Regions from separate parts of the Triticum aestivum genome. Here region 2 is linked to region 1. The links are chromatin contacts, called in public Hi-C maps. All regions are on one chromosome and are shown on one strand. The core of a region is the stretch at or near the end of the contact, and the rest is flanking DNA. Distances in the headings are between cores, read along the strand shown.

What was found. A called contact is a pair of places that touch in the nucleus more often than the background predicts.
Region 2: a contact with region 1 is called in a Hi-C map of leaf, with 5 times the contacts expected there. The contact joins two enhancer-like sites. A contact is called at or near these places in 2 of 5 Hi-C or Micro-C datasets (both in leaf).

What each region holds. Positions count from the first base shown.
Region 1 is chr7B:257,121,980-257,127,646 of IWGSC CS RefSeq v2.1, forward strand. It overlaps the pseudogene LOC123158886. Among protein-coding and RNA genes, the nearest start is that of LOC123159550, 79 kb to the left of the region's middle. Within about 2 kb of position 1,407, at least 2 of the 8 cell types and tissues checked have an H3K27ac peak or open chromatin away from gene starts, as enhancers often do. A contact at or near this core is called in leaf, where this site is marked.
Region 2 is chr7B:257,399,588-257,405,609 of IWGSC CS RefSeq v2.1, forward strand. It overlaps LOC123159193, which reads right to left. Exons shown (of 2, transcript XM_044577019.1): 2 at 4,435-4,775. The coding sequence ends at 4,688. Among protein-coding and RNA genes, the nearest start is that of LOC123159193, 9.3 kb to the right of the region's middle. Within about 2 kb of position 4,319, at least 1 of the 8 cell types and tissues checked has an H3K27ac peak or open chromatin away from gene starts, as enhancers often do. A contact at or near this core is called in leaf, where this site is marked.

The DNA.
Region 1 (5,667 bases), core at 157-2,656:
CATGGCGATAGAGATATCATCATCGCAGATTCCATGGCGAAAGAGCGGGAATATAGGTGATTAATTACAACAGTTCATGGCAGTTCATTGGACCATAAGTAGGTGGTACGTATGTACAACCACCAAGCTGTACGAAATGTACGTACCAGATCATGATTGCTGAGCCGATGGAGAGGCGGGCGAAGCTGAAGAGCTCGGTGAAGGCGAGGGAGTCGAACTGGAAGCCGTTCCAGGCGCCGGGGCAGTAACCCATGACGATGTAGGCGAGCTGGCCGAGCACGACGAACCACCACGACGCGTTAAGCGCGACGGCGAGGCCAACGAGGTCCATCCGCATGGGCACCACGAGGAACCAGGTGAGCGCGACGTGGAACACCAGCGCCGCCGCGGACACCGCCGCCATGGCCACCAGCTTGCTCTGCGCCTGCAGGAACTTCTGGATGGGGAAGTTGAGCGCGTAGGCGAAGAGCTGCGGGATCATGTAGAGCGAGAACCGCCCGGCCATGACGGCGATCTGGTCGTCCTGGTGGAAGAACCTCAGGATCGGGGTGGCGAAGAGGTAGAGCGGGAGCATGCAGACGGCCGTGGCGGTGAGCAGCAGCCAGGAGCGCTGCAGGTAGACGCCGAGCATGGGGAGCTTCTTGGCGCCGTAGGCCTGCCCGCACAGCGTCTCCAGCGCGCTCCCCATGCCGTACATGATCCCGAAGGCGAGGCCGGCGACGACGGAGTTCTCGGTGGAGACGGCGTCCAGCTCGAGCGTGGTGAGGTGGCCGGCGGCGACCTGCGTGATGGCGCCCAGCGAGTACTGCGCCAGCGACGTGAAGATGGCCGGCCCGGCCAGGTGCCACAGCCGCCGGTTCTCCTCCGCCGCGCACCGTAGGAACGCCGACACGCTGTGGATCTCCTCCAGGTCATCCTTGTCGCCGCTGCCCGCCCTCGCTAGCAGCGCCTCCGTCAGCGGCTCGTCACCACCGCCAGCACAAGAAGCCATGGATTGGACAGGTCTCTCCTGTCCTGTATCCCAAGACAGTCAACACTGGACTGGACCGGTGCGGTATCGATACCACGAATGCAATGCGGCAGCTGCCAGTCAACTGCCCGATCGAGCATCAGACGATACTTGGTGCTTCCGCTTCCTATGGTGATGGTACTATCCTTGCGAGTTAACCGGCGCGCTCTCTGGGCTATATAGGCGAAAACCGAGGTGGCGAACAAGATGAGCCACGCCGTCTCGACAACACAAATCTCATGTCCAACTTATGTTTATTCGATAACTCCACAGAGCGCGTGTCCACTAATCAATCCAGTCCACTGCTATGCAAATACTGCTAGTATAGGAGTAGTATAGATTACTAGTAGTAGATCCCATCGCTTTCGCTTTCGATCGGATCGCTCGCAGTCGCCATCCGGGTTTTATAGGAGACAAACGCTGGACGGCTTAGCGTACAGCGCGGGCTGCACGCATGTAGTCACTCTTATCTACTCCATGATTAAATAAATATAAAAACTTTTAAAATACTAAAGTAGTGATCTAAAATAAAAGCTTTAAAAATACCAAAATAGTGATGTAAAAGCTCTTATATTAGTTTATGGAGGGAGTACTTGTTTACAAAACAACACATGCAATTTGCTGCCAGTGAAAATATAAAACCATTAACCAAGAAAAACACAAGTAATACAGAACATTAATGGACTGCCTACTGCGTAAAAAACACAGAAACAACTTTTTTTTTGAAAAGCAGGAATACCTCCGGCTTCTACGTCTAGACGATACATACAACCACTTTATTAATTATTCACAGAAGACCTTACAAAAAAATACAATAGTAAATCTGAAGCCACCATCTAGGCAACATCTGTCGCTACTTCTATCCAGGGCCGTCTCCAGAAATTTTGGACCCCGGTGCGGAAAAAATATATGCTAAAATTGGGGCCTCGGTGCGAAAAAAATATATGCCACAGTTTGGCTATCAATTTGTGTAATGTGCGCATATCACCCAAGAATTGGTCACTTTGTTGACCACCCGATCGCATGGTGTGAATCGCATCGCGCGGAGTGTACTCCAGGTTACACACTTGCGTATATGATCATCAAAAATATAAATAAGGTCTTGAAGATAAATAGATCAGAAGCTTTCTCGTAATATATATATATATATATATATATATATATATATATATATATATGAATAGGGACATTTTATTTAAAAAACTCCCTTTGAAATTTATTTCACATTATTATGTGTGTATTTATTTTTAGGGAATTCTAAAATATTAAGCCTTTTTTTATTTCCAGCTCGTTGATTCCCTTCGATAGGTTGTTACCACTCAAAGTCTATGGTAAAAAAAAATTTGGACCTGCGAATGGAGCGATCACCATGATGATTTTCTTTCCTGCCTAAGGCTAGTCATAGTGGAAGTAACTTAGCTAGTAACATAGCGCACTTCAAGAAATTTTTGCTCATGTGGCAAGTATTTAATGTGAGGTGGTAACATAATATGTTACTGTAACATAGCGCTTCCCAAGAAAAGATAAGTCTACAAGCTAATAAATGAAACCATCTATAATAGTAATATCATAGTTACTTTGCGTTATGAAGGTAGTAGCTTAGACTAATGTCATGCATATGACATTAGTCTAAGTTACTCCCCACTATGACCAGCCTAATCCTCATGCATGCAGTTATCGCGCTAGAAGATCTAGAAATAAATGGTGCATGCAGTAAAGAGTCCCCATGATATGGAAAGGAATCAGGCGCATGCGAGGGGAGATAATCAAGGTAAGAAATCCCGTGCATGCAGGGATGCATAGAGAAGGGATGAGATCATGCTTGACATGCAATATACTTAGCGTGAGATTAATGATTTTGGGGCCCCACTTTTTTAGGGGGGCATGTGCGGTCACCCACCTTGGCCACCCTTATGGACGGCCCTGCTTCTATCCAGTTGAAGGGATGATGACAGTCCAGGCCTAATACCACAGATCTTGCAGTCAAGCCTAACATTTAAGACCAGAGGCCCCAATCAAGCCACTTGCCGGGTATGGGGCACACACCGATCCGGCGCGCTCTCAGAGGCCGCCGCCGTCAACTACCACCACTCCATCAGAGCTGTACTAACGCATCAACCTTGCCTGGTCTAGCTGTCGTCGATGCCACCACGACGCCCAACGGCACCACCTCCCTGCGCGCGAACTGCTGAACACGTCACGGTCGCCACCGGTACACCTCAGCACCATCAGGCCAAGTACCACCAGCCGACAGAGCTTGAAGTCTCTGGAAAACCTGTCGTGGGTAGCACCTACCGACCATGCATGACAAAGCGTAGCACCTGTCGACCGGGCATGACTTGACATCTCCACCGAAGCTTCGCGCAAGACAAAGCCGCTCCACCTCCTACCTCAGCGCTGCTCCACAAACGATGCTCCCAAGAGAGAAACGACACCGCAGTGTCGCCATCCTCTGATCTGAAAGACCCGATCCTAGGGTTTCCCTAGAGCAATACGAGTGGGTCGACAGTAGTCACATAAGGATGCCTTCATCAAGATAACGACACAGAACACCGCCATCGCCCACCGTCGGCTTGGTTTTCACCGGCCACTATGTCTCCCCGACTCGCAATCGGTACTAGATGATGGATTCGGAGATCTGAACACCCAGTCTCAGGCTGACCATCTCTGACGGTAGAGATGACCACCACCGCCGGATGCACCGGTCAGAACAGATTCGACCAAAAGTGCTGCCGACGAGATCACCAGGCCCTCCACACCGCCGCCGCCGATCTGAAGGTGGATTGCACGCCACCGCAGCCTAGCAGGCCACCACGCCGACCACAGCCGTCGCCGCGCCCGAAATCTATGACTGGCCGCCCGCTGCGCCTAGCCGCCGTCGTCCGAGGACGGGCCGGCCACCCGCCGCTTGCCGCAGCCATCCACTGCGCTGGAGAAACCGAATCGGCTGCGCCACCATACGCCTAGGGGTCCCACACCATCCCGAAGACACGGGAGAGAGGAAATCCCCCGCCACCGCCGTCAGCCCCCGGGCTTAGCCCGGCGGCGCCCCCCGGCGGCGGCGGAGGGAGATGAGGAGGGAGTGCGCGGCGGCGGCGGCTAGGTTTTTGGGCTCCGGTCGAGTCGCCCTAGGGGGGGTGACGCGGGGCCTGGGCCTGGAGATACGCGAGGGAGTGCTGGTAGATGGCCACCGGCCATTTTTTACCGTTACAATTTGGATCGGAGCCACACAGAAACAACTAAGGTACATGATCTGAAGTTCTGAGCTGGCTACTAAAGCATCAAGGATTCAAGGACCCTGTCTTGTGTCAGGACTTCACCCACGACCTCATAATGAAAGGACACGAACCGAATAACGCAATGTTTGTACCCACGTCTGCCCATGTCTATGTGACTACTATGCGTTTACTCAATTGATACGATTAAGATCTCAGTTGCTAAGAGGTGTTCAAGTGCTTTGTATAGCGGTGCCCGGCTGTCCATGTCTATGACTGCTATGCGTTTACTCAAATGATACGATCAAGATCTCTGTTGCTAACCTCGTGCTTAGCTTACCTTAGCTCCTACCTCCTCTTTAGCTGTTTTGAGCTTCTCTTGTATAGCTGGAATCCCCAGCTAGCAGAGATAGTGTGCGCGTTACCTTTCTATGTTTTTCGGTTGTCAATTTATTTATAAAGCGGCACACAAGCTTTTTTGGGTATAGCGGGGTCGATCCATTGTCAAACTTACATGAAGTAACTTTTTTTTTTCAATTTAACTATACACAAGTCCCGTGAATATTAATTTTGGGTCAGTCGATTTTTTGGACAATGATTTTTGCTTTGAGATTCGTACTGTTCTGTGAGCTGGCTTAGGTTTTGTGTTTTGACTGACCACGTATTTGGGTCGGTCAACTTTCTACTGGGCTGAGGCTCACCTATGCTGCCCAGCCTTCCTCTCTACCCTTTTGTTTTTTCTTTAAAAGAAAGCTCTTTTATGTGTTTCTCCTCTTGTTTTTTGTTATTCTTTATTAGTTGGATTTTTATTCTTTTCTTTGGTAGGTGTTTTTGGGTGTTGGGTGAGTATAAATATATACATACAAATACTATACAATGTGTCTGAATATTACACTATCATATGATTGTTGTTTGTATACCACAAAAGTGTAATTTTAGTGCAAGTTTTTTTTTCACATTTTTATTATATTTATTTTTAAAGAGCAATAGCAATGCCACTAATTCGTTGTTCTTTTATGAAAATTTCAGCATTATAAGTGCAATTTTCTTGTATATTGTGTGCATTTTTTTATTTTTTGTTGTAGATTTTTTTCGTTTTTCTTTTTCTTAATGGATAATACCAATGTCATCAATTCATTCTTTCTTAGAAACCCTTATTGCTTTGATTTTGTTTTAGTTTGATTTCATATTCTTTCTTCTTAAAGGGTAATACCAAGCTACTAATTCATTCTTTCCTAGAAAACTTCATTATTGATTCTATTTCAGTTCTCATTTCTTTTTGTTTTTCGTAAAGGGTAATACCATGCCAGTAATTCGTTCTTCCTTACAAAACTTTATTATTTTGATTTTATTTTAGTTTTTGTTTCAATTTATGTATTCTTTAATGGTAATATGAATGCCACTAATTCATTCGTTGTTAGGAAACTTCCTTTTTTATGAAAA
Region 2 (6,022 bases), core at 3,069-5,568, 280 kb after region 1:
CGGTACGGGTGAGACAGGTACTCCTATTTCATGCAGTGCACACCGTAAACGGGCGAACACTCGCACCCCTCCCCCCCCCCCCCCCCCCCCGCCTCCCCGCCCCATGCGCACCCTTTTGTGTCGGCCCATGCGCGCGCCGTGGCGGGATGGCCCATTATTTTTCATTTTTTCTTCTTTCTATTTTTGTTTTTCCTCTTTAATGTAATTAGGCTTCAAAACAAAAAAATGTTCATGAATTCAAAAAATGTTCATGGATTCAAAACAAATATTTACGAGTTTACAAAAATGTTCATAATTTCAAGAAATGTTCGTGAATTTGTAAAACATGTTCATCAACTAAATATATTCGTCACTTAGGAAATGTTCATGAATTTGTCAAAAATGTTCGTATATATAAAATATGTTCCGGAAATTAAAAACTATTAATAAATTAAAAATGTTCGCAATTTCAAAAAAAATGTTCAAGAATTGTTTAAAAAAGTTACAAAATTCAAAAAGTTTGTGAATTCGAAAACACAATATTTCAAATAACGTCCATCAATTCAGAAATTGTTCGCTGATTCAAAAAAATCATGAATTCAATGTTCATGCATTTTGAAAAATGTACGCCCTCTGTAAAGAAATATAAGAGTGTTTAGATCACTACTTTAGTGTTCTAAACACTCTTATATTTCTTTATGGAGGGAGTATTTATTAAAAAAAATCATGAGTTGCAAAATTTGTTCCCTAAATTAAAAAAAAATCGTCGGTGCAAGAAAATGTTCACAATTTCAATAAAAATATGAATTTTTCAAAATGTTCACACATTTGAAAAATGTCCGTGATTTCAAGAAAATTTTCTCAAATTCAAAGAATGTTCATGATTTCCAAAATGGTCAAGACTTCATAAAATGTTCATGTATGTGATATATTTTCTCAAAAAAAAGAAATAGAATGAAAGAAAAAGGGGGGGGGCGAAAAGGAGAAAGAAAAAAAGGTGAATATGAACAGACGAAAAGGGAAGAATGAAGAACTGACAAAGAAAAAAAATATAAAAAATAACATGTTTAGTGAAGTTTCTAGAACCTCCCAAAAACCCGTGGGAAAAAACCAGACTAGGCCGGCCCGTACACTAGACACGCACACGGTGCGGGTAAGACCTAGGTCGCTATTTAGTGGCCTAAATGCCAAATAGGATTCGCGGGGCGAGACATGGCCCTGGCGGGCAAAAGCAGAGCTCCTATATGACATTGTGCATCAAATAGCACCACTTTGCAAAAGAAGGCAACCCCGACCGGGTCGGCCCAGAGAGGAATCGAACTCGCGAAAGTGATGCACGCTAGCGAGTAATCGAACTCGCTACACCTCGCTCGTAAACTAGCATTCCAAGCAACTGGACCAGATATGTTTTTTGTTGACTGATTCGCAGCACGAACATTTAAGAACAAATGTAGCAGGTAATCAAACTTTATTTGAATTTCTTCAAACAAATCATGAAAATTGTAAACAATTTTTTACAAAAAAATTGAAAAATAAAAATCTGAACAAAATTGACAGACGTAACACTTTTGAAATTCCAAAAAAAAATCGAAATTTAAACCTTTATTAAAATGTGAATACAATTTGGAAAATGTGAATAAAATTTGAAATTACAAACATATATTTTGACCATGCAAACAATTTTATAAAATTACTCGAAGATTTTTTGAATTTGTAAACAGACTCTGGAATAAAAATCTATTGAATTTGCGACCAAAATTTGAAAATATGAACATTTTTGAATCGGCAAAAAAATAAAAAAAAATATTTTTCGAGATTCTAAACTTTTTGAATTTTCGAACATTGTTTTGAAAAGAAACAGCAATTTTTAAATCCAAAGCATTGTAAATATTTCTGATCCTTTTTAAGTCTCTGAAATATTTAATATACATTTTTTGAATTTTGGAAAATATTTTGAAAAAGCGAATATTTATTAAGTTTCTAAAAAAGAAAAAAAGTTAAACTGAAAAAGCAAAAAAAGGGAAACAGGAAAGGAAAACAAACGAAAAGGGCCGGTCAATTCGTGGGCTCCCCTGTGCAAAGCCCTTTTAGTTATTTAATTGTTTAGTTGTTTTATATATTGCCTTTTCTCCATCTTTACAATTTTAATTGTTTTGTGTTTATACTCGTTCCTTTCACTTTCTAGTGGCTACTTTCTTAATTTTTGGCGAATACATGCCTTCTTTAAGAGATACGTGGACAAATATATTTTTAGGCATGCACATTTATTTGTATGGAGAAAAACATTTGATAAAAAAAGCAATCATTTCTCTTTGTAAATGTAAACAGAGAAACAATGTTTTTTATCTAGAATAAAAAATGTTCATGCATCTACAGAATTGTTTTTCATGCACACTAAACATTTGACGCCACTAGTAATATGTGCTATGAAACAAAAGGAAATACAACAATTTTCGATGCTCGTACAAACTTCATTTAGCACTGCTCTCCTGCCCGATCTGGCCATGGACGGTCCAGATAATAGGACTATATGCCAGTATGACCCGATAACGTATCATGTGCACCCAACGAATTCGTACACCAGGTGCTCCGATCCAACCCGAGTCATTGGATTAAAAAGAGAGGGCATGATGAGGGGCAAGGGGAACTGCAGGTACATTTTGCAAAACGGACATTGAAGTCTAGCTGATTTCTGTCCTCCCGTGTCTTCTCTACTGTGCCCAGTTTGAGGCAAGAAATCTGATTGAAAAGAGTAGTCAACCAACAACCAGTAAATCAAAGCCCAAAATTCCATTAATTAGAATCATGAATTGGTATTGTTGATGCAGTCTAACTATATTTCTGTTCTTTTCTACTAGACTCCAGCAGCGATGGATCCGGTGAAGACTTCAGGAACTTTGGCGACGGTGACAATGCCTACTCAGAGGCGAAGAGACACCCAGGCACCATCCTTCGATTCCCAATAACGACTGTTGTTTATAGTCCATCCATCTTTTCAGGCCACACAAGTTCAGGGATTTTTGGCACCATGTAAACAAGAATGTACACTTGCCAAAAAAATAGTATGCGACATTTTTTGTAGTTCAGAGGGGTGGTTGTTGTACAGTTCATCTGCATGCTTGTGATGCTCCAATGTGAAATACACTGATGTTCTTGCATGGAAGCATCTAAAGAAATGTGTTCAGAGATCTTTAGTTCAGTTTCAGTACAAAGCATCATCACAACAGTTATTTATAAAGTTGTTTCTCTCATACTTAATACTAGTAAATGGCACGTGCCATGCACGTGTAGAATTTTTGGCAAGTTATTGAGATATAAATAATTTATTAGTGTAGGTGTGTAATATTAGATCTGCACAATTAATTAATCAATAATTATTGAGATATAAATAATTTGTTAGTGTAGGTGTGTAATATTAGATCTGCACAATTTCGAATACCAAGAGAAATAGGATACCCGCTTCATCCTCAATTTAATGAAATTTAATAGGTCCTAGATTGAGCTATGCATAGAGTATACATTGCAAGTTATTCATTATTACAAATAAAATGATTATTTAAAATTATTTCTGTTTTGTTTATCAGATATCTTCACAAATTTATTGCTGAAAACAAGGGCAATATACTGGTAAAACAAAATTTTAACGGAAAGTAAAAGCCATTTAGCTACAACACATATTACATTTTTCTTTTGTTGTCTTTCTTTAATCATTTAAATTGCTTCCACCAGCAAAAAATTGTTTCAGGCATCTGCGCCTATGCCCAGGCTGAACCATCGTCATGCTTTTACTCTCTCTCATCTCCCATCACCATACCTACTTGGTAGCTCTGCTAGACTCTGGAGATTACTACTCTACCCTACCGCTGCATGCATTGTATCACATGAGTGTGCTAGAAATTTCTACAGAATCACGTGCCCATGCGAAAATGCCAGGCCAACACAGTGAAGTGGCGCAGCGCGAATCCCTGCGATGTGGGCCGTTAGATGGACATATCCAATGGTCTATGTGCAGCCACGTAGTCCTCTAGCACAAGCCATTAAATTTGAGCCGTCTGATTAGAAAGATCCAACGGTCCATATGTCTTGCTATTCGTATACTATATAGGAGTATAGATTATAGGGTTATAACTGTTGAGCAATGAACAATCATGCAACGGTTACATAAGCCGATACAAAAGCACACGTGAGAAGACAAGCATAGTAAAAAAGACAGGGCGGGACAGAATTCATCTAGGCTTCAAGGTCCGTTTTGTTGGATCGGAGCACCTGGTGCATCAGTTCGTCGGGAGCATAGGAAACGTTCAGCTCCCCTTGCCCCTCATCCCGTCCCTCTCTTTTTAATCCAATGGCTGAGGTTGTACCGGAGCACCTAGTGCACGAGTTCGTCGGGAGCACAGGATACGTTCTCAGTATGACCCATACCATCGCTTCCATATTTTTAGACCATTGTCTATATGGACATAAAGACAATCAAATTTAGATAAGGAAATGCTGTTACATTGTAACCAGCCATGTGCATGAGAGACTGAAATCACTACACGCTTTAATAGCAAAGTAAAAGGGAACCAAAGCCAATTATAAATACTAAATCAACGCATCTTTATTGTGTGACTGCAAAACGGCATGGATCTGGCGGATTAGTCATGGATGCACGTACTGCATCGCGTTTCATGGCGCGGTGCTCTCTCATGGTTGAGGCGACGACAACTCAACTCTTTCCACGCAGCGCTGATCCCCTGTGTGATCTCTGCTTCAAGACCATGCCTCCCTGTGCCTTGGGAGGATAGTGTCTTTTCCTGATAAAAGAATACAGTATGTATTAGCATGGACTTCACTGTAACATAAAAGCAAGGCATGTACATATATCTTTCTAAATTCGTAGAAAGGAAATAGCCAATTAGTGTAACTAACTCAAATAGGAAACAACAGAAAATAGTGTTCTTCTTTTTGTCGTATCCTTAAATCATATCACACGACCATGTTTCTCCATCTAAATAAATAAGTACCATGTCATGTGATAGGTTCGTTGCAATCTTGTGTAGTTACTCTTCTTTTTTGGGGTAGTGTAGTAACTCTCATCTCTACTCCTATAAAAACCTGAGTTGGTGATGATGGTGTGCCTTCCATTTTTCACCAATAGCTGTTGGATCTAAACCTGACACATACAAAGCAAACTGTTGCAGTTTTGCAAAAAGATTCCCGCACTTGTTTCCATATTTATAAACAACTCCTCGTCTCTCACAATCAACCTTATCTCTTCCCCACCACATTCAAAAGGCTTGGTATGATGGCCGCTGCGGGCGCCGTCCACCCAATTTTGATGTTCCGTGCAACGCACGGGCATCTTACTAGTATTCTTAAATAATAATCAGTGCTCTATTATTTCCATTTTTTGCTTCAACATGGGACAAGATTTTTATCACTAGTCCTTAATTCATACTAATGCAAATCACTGATTGATATAATCAAAGACCAATCATGTGGAGATAAGTTTTTTATTCATGTGCAGATTTTGACCATGTTTGATATTGTCAACAATTTAGTGCCCACACGCAGGGCACGATTCTCTTTGCAGAACATATAGGCACTCGCCAGAAATAATCTATCGATACCAATTCTAGTTTTGACTACTCACTGGAGAGATAGGTTGTTGCGATTAATTACTACCTCAGTACCAAGATATAAGACGTTTTTGCAGTTGCAGTTCAATTTGAACTGCAAAAACGAGGGAGTAGTTACGACTTGACTTGCACAACAAAGGTCACCGTTTCGTATTCAAATATTCAAGCCGCAAATCAACCAAGTGTAACACCATTTTCGTCTCCAGAAATCCTATCTCTCGATACAAATTCCAGTTTGCCCCCTAACTGTAGAGAAAGACTTTTGTCATTAATGGATTATGTGTTGTCTTGCACAATTAAGGTTAATGTTTTTCATATAGATATATTCAACCTAAAGTGACACCAAGAAGAAACAGGTATGGTCAAACAGCATGATCATAGGTCATAGCAAGTGAGCAACCAAAGAGACCTAACTCTGTGCA